2 separate regions of the Drosophila melanogaster genome follow, and region 2 is linked to region 1. Evidence: chromatin contacts called from public Hi-C data. All regions are on one chromosome and are shown on one strand. The core of a region is the stretch at or near the end of the contact, and the rest is flanking DNA. Distances in the headings are between cores, read along the strand shown.

What was found. Hi-C and Micro-C count contacts between places; a contact is called where the count stands out from the background.
Region 2: a Hi-C map of the Kc167 cell line shows a contact between it and region 1, with 2.4 times the contacts expected there. A contact is called at or near these places in 2 of 107 Hi-C or Micro-C datasets (both in the Kc167 cell line).

Annotation. Positions count from the first base shown.
Region 1 is chr3R:15,984,857-15,987,556 of dm6, forward strand. lncRNA:CR44133 (long non-coding RNA:CR44133) reads left to right here and starts at 1,325. Exons shown (of 2, transcript NR_074017.1): 1 at 1,325-1,931. srp (serpent) reads left to right here and starts at 1,296. Exons shown (of 8, transcript NM_001275690.1): 1 at 1,296-1,931.
Region 2 is chr3R:18,927,407-18,930,106 of dm6, forward strand. Mpc1 (Mitochondrial pyruvate carrier) reads right to left here and starts at 1,253. Exons shown (of 4, transcript NM_001275791.1): 1 at 983-1,253; 2 at 789-908; 3 at 622-722; 4 at 1-252. The coding sequence starts at 850. The coding sequence ends at 92. CG42613 reads left to right here and starts at 1,790. Exons shown (of 19, transcript NM_001260256.1): 1 at 1,790-2,158.

The sequences.
Region 1 (2,700 bases), core at 75-2,574:
GGCCAGGGCCTCCTCCTCTCCCTACTGGCTGGGTCGGATCTTGGTCTGCCCGGCGAGGCGCCGACTTAAAGTTTTCCGCCAGGTTATTTACCTCCTTATCTCGCCAGCATTGTTTTCGCCTCGTCACCCGCTCCTTGCTTCTGATTCGTCTGGTTTTATCAATGTTTCTGTTTGCAATATGTTTGTTCTCAGCTTTTTGTTATTGTTTCTTGATTACTGGTTCTCTTATCACGACGCGTGACGTCATAAGAGCCGGCATTTTGCTATTAGATAGGAATATCTTTACATTTTTTTATCGTTTTTTTTTGGAAACGTGCTTGCTTTTTAGTTTTTTAAAATTACCAGACTCTTTGGCATTTCCCTGGTGGGAAATAAACTTCATCATAAACTTCATCGAAAGGGGGGGTGTGTAGGGAGAATAGTAGGAGTGCCATAGATAGGCAAGGTCGTCTGCCAGGCTTTGTTATCGGTTTGGTTTAATGTAGATCAGTCTCTATTTATTGAGCGCAAAAAAAATGTTATATCTTTCATAAACCATCTTTACTAAACCGGAAAATATCTTAGATATAAAAGAGAAAAGTGGGATTTATATTAGGAACTTATATTTTTGATTTAGAAAAAGATTAGTTTGGAAGAGCTTGTATCTTTGAGAAATAATTAGAAATTGGGTATTTACAGGATTGGATCTGGGGGAATTTATATATATTTTTTTTTAGTAAGTTGGTTAAAGATCCTTTCTCTACTGTTTGGTAAGCATTCGAAACAGGAACTTATGTACATTCCGCTATAGTGGCCAGATTCCGAATGCTGTCGTCACCAAATCAAATCTGGCCAAAGCAGGCCAGATGATAAGGACCTATGGCATATACTCACCAAGTCGGAGAGCGAGAGTTGCCCCGATAAGGATAGTCGCGCGACCGACGCGTGATGCAACTTAATCAAATCGTGTTTTGGTATCGCCCACCCTGCCTCTCGCTCTATCTGTGCCAGCGTCCTGCTCGCTCCCGTGTGGCGTCCATGCGGCGGAGATGGCGCCTGTGGGGCTGGCAATCGTGGAATCGGAATCGGGCCCGGCTCAGATAGCCATATCTTGGCGGCGTCCAATCAGCGGAACCGGCGACAGCCAAACTACGCCAAAGTACCGAGTACACGGCGCAATGAGTTCGACGGTTGCGTCGCCGATAATAAGTACAATCGTTACTTTGCTGTTGTTGCGTTTTTGAAAAGGTGATATGAAATGTGCTCTGATAAGTTTTAATCAAGAATATTTTACTCGCATTGCTTTGGGTGGCTCCCGGCCGAGTAGCATTTGAAAAGTTGTAGTAGTAGGTCGGAGCTCGGATGCGGGTCTGGTCGGGTCCACTCCCAACCGAACCCATCCCGTGCCATCCCATCCTATCGATTGCATCCGGCACACCGGTGCGGATTCGTGGGTCGTGTCCCGGCGATTATCACCGTGATCTGTTGGGCGTGAAACCGAAGAAAACCCTTTGAGCGTGGAAAAATGTGAGGAAAGTTGCGCCGGCGCAAGGGAAATCCTTCAAACGTGTGTTTAACCACAAAAGCGACGTGAGTTTAACCAACATAATCGACGGTTGGGCGCCCGGAAAAGCCACCACCCGCCTCCTCATCGTTCCCCGAAAGAGTTGTGATCCGTCGGCGTGACCTGTGTGACACTTTCATTTGCCGGGTTAACGCCCCCTCAAAGTCCGGACAGTATCGAAACCGAAAATTTAACGCTTGCTTAGCGCCTGAGATCGCCAGATGCCCAGATGTCCGCGGCTCGGTCATCATCGATGAAAACCACATGGGCCGAACGAACGCCCCTCATAATGAGCGCAACGGATCCGAGCACTCGATTCTGGACCTAGCCACAATGGATTTTCAATCGCTGTCGGAATATGCATGGGAATCTGGCCATGGACAACTTGGTAAGTTTCACCAGACGATTTGTTGGCCTTCGGGGGAAGTTGCTCTCAATTGTCTTAACTAACATAAATAATACTAATGGAATGTTGCATATGTGCTAAATGAAGCTACATATGTACATAAATAAATGTCACATAATGTTTAGTCACAACTCTTGGGAAGACATAGTGTACGTATTATTATGAGTCATTGTATTCATTTTTTGCAAACAGTCATGATTTTAATGAGTTTTAGGCTTAAAATGGTTTCTAAGAATAAATATTTCAGTTCAAGTCGCAGTAAGATTATTAAATGTTGTGGAATGCATCCAAGCAAAAAGTGTCTAAGAAAATTTAAGGAATTGAAAAGGGACCGACAGGGAAAAGTAGGGAAAATTATGTCGATTACGAGAAACCAGCATGACGATCAACGAACCCAAAAAGCACAAAACTCCGGATCCCGTCCAGCCAAGGGGTGGGGCATTGCCTTACAGCTCCAGGCAGTGGCACCCAGCAAGTGCCCATATGCGTGCCCGAGTATATATTTTATATATATGTATGTGTATATATATATAAATATATAAGGAGGTTGAAACGACTGAAAAACAAAATGCGAGTCCAAACGATGGGTCCCGTTCCATGGTACCGCTGCCGATCCACTTGGCCCTGCGGTCGTTGAGTTGTGGCGACGACAACAACGAGGCCTTATCAACATCGACTTGTATGTATATGTATAATATATGTATGTGGGGAAAAAATGAAAAGAAAAAATTATTCAAGAAAAATAAGCATT
Region 2 (2,700 bases), core at 3-2,502, 2.9 Mb after region 1:
AAATTGCGATAGCTGCTGCTGTTGGGTAAACATTTGAAGTGGCTTCGCGCGTCGCGTCTCGGGGAAGTGGATTTCGGGGCAAGGATTACATTTACGCCTGCTGCTCCTTAGACCCGTAATTGTAGTGAAGGAAGCGAAGACCCTGGATCGATTGGGCGGTGGCATTGGTAGCGTGGCAGGCGAAGAGCAGCCAATTCCTGGGCTGGACCTTGTAGGCAAATCGCATAAAGATGCACGAGTACAGGGTCAGAGCTGGAAAAGATCGAGGATAAGCATTTCTGGGAGACTTATTTACATAGGCAAAGGCACAGGACAAATTATAAGCAAAATTTGTCATAATTTCCATTACATTATGTGCATATTGCCTCGCTGGCATCTTATTCCGATGGAATCGGATTATGGAGTAAAATGGACAAATTGTGCTTAGTTTTTTCTCTGTGCAATCTTATCGGCAGACGTTTCGACAGTTTCCGTATCTGGCTTATCAGGCATTATAGAGTGATTTGTTTAGAACATATCACAGCGGCTCTGATTACGACATCTTAAGCGAAAACTTTCGATGCCAGTCGCGCGTGTATGGATGCCAGATGGAGGCCAAAACCCAAGGGGGGATATCCTTACCCAATGTCATTTTGCCGGAGATGAATTTGGGACTCTTTTGTGTGTCGGCGAGAGCAGCCACCGGAATACCCCAGTTGGCCACCGGGCCCCAGAAGTGGGTACTGTGGATATAAAAAGCAATATTTACAATAAGTCATATAAGGCCAATTGATAACCAACAAACAGACCTCATAAAGTAATCCCGCCACTCCTTTGAGGCCGTTGTGGACATAGCTCTCCTGATCGACATGATGCTACCGCTTTGCTAATTGAATATATCTGACCAGAAATGTTAATCAGAAGCGCACCTGGTGGAATAATTTAGATTAGATTGCCATTGCCGCGCAATATAAATCCGAAAAAAATCCCCTCAAGGTCTTACAGGTTGTTCGCCGTGTTGTTGTTGTTTTTGTGGTGCCAGCTGTTGTTGCTGTTGTTTGTTTACCGCCTGGAACACCTTGATCGAAAACACGAAGAATTTGGAACTGCAGGCCGCGTTGCAGGTGTGTGAAGTGTGTGCCTAAATATTCACAAGCTAGGATATATTTTTTGTTTATGTGTCGGCCGTGTTGTCACTCCGAAAGTTATATAAAATTAGTCAAACGAAAGGCATCAACGAGTTTTCTCTGCCGCGTCGCTGTCGCGTCGGAGTTATCGATAGCCCGTACAATCGCCACATCCAAGGGTCACACTTAGAGATGGACGTCGAATGAAGCGAATGCGATAGGTTTTAAATCTTTTTTTGAAAAGTGGTTAACATAACCTTCAGCAATATTTTAGTTGGGCAAATTTGTGCCCAGGCACTATGCTAAGACTTTTATTAATAAAATATTTATAACAAAAAAATATTCTAGCATTGTAAACAGTGTAAAACAATACAATGCTTTCAAAGCTCTACGCATAAATATCAAGAAATCTAGTATATTGATATTTATATTACATTATTAATATTAACTTAAATATTTATAAAGTCAATCGAAAATTAAACATTTAATTGCTATTCTAAAACGAGTTTAATCTTGTTGCTTTTTCATTTAAAATCCTGTAAGTTATACCGATATATTACACTATCGTTGAAAGTCATTGAAGCGCTTGATCGGTGTCAGGCATATACTGATCGCTGCAACACTCGACTCGATTTGCAATCTCGATAGGCTTGTCGCAGGGACTTCCCTCCCTATATCCGCCGAAAAGCGGATGCTTGATGTGCATTAAGCCCGCTAATTACAAGTGGACGTAATGTGTGCATTTGCAACGCATTTGCTGAAGTGCGGGCGCCACGGTTTTCAAGTGGTTAATCCACCACGCGCTTCCGCTCTTCACTTAATACGCGCTCTTCCGGCTCTCTTAAAAGGACCAAGGCGAAGAGAATTGGGGCGATGGTTTCTGCGCCGACAGCCTGCGCCTGAGTCCTTGGCCGCGGCGGCAGAAGACCAAAGCAGCACAACCAGCAGCATCCGAGTGCGAAGCAACCAGCATCCAAAACCGAATCCAAAACTCCGGCTCAGTGTGAATTTGCGACTCGAGAGCGACGGCGGCTCAAAGGAAACTTGGCTCGGTAAATAGTCCTTATCGAAGGAATCCTGGCACCAACAACACACCACATCCTCTGGCCAAATAACAACAACAACAACAACAAAGTGAAAAAGCGGAATAGGCAAATGGAAATTGTGTTGGCAGTCGATGCCGCTGCTGACTTCGCTGCCACTGTTCTGCCAACTTGTAATCCCCGTGTGTGTCTGTGTGTGTATGTGTGCGTTTGTGTGCTGTGTGTGTGCGTGCGTGCGAGTGTTTATATGTGGTCAGTGTGCCATTTTGCAAGCATTTTCCATGTGCGGTGCTTGGGAAAGCTAAAGAAAATTCAAATTATGCCCAAAGAAACCAACTCCAAGAATTGCCAAAACAAAGACAGATTTTGCTTCTTTAAATTTTTAAATGTTGACTACGCGTCATCAGTTGCCGCAGCTTCAGTTCAGTAAAACCTGAAAAGAAAAACCATTTGAAGAAAAATCAATCCTACACATAATGGTCACTTTTTTTTGTATTCCCACATTTGTTGCTAGTAAGCATGAAATTTTCGTACATTTTCCCCAGTAAGTC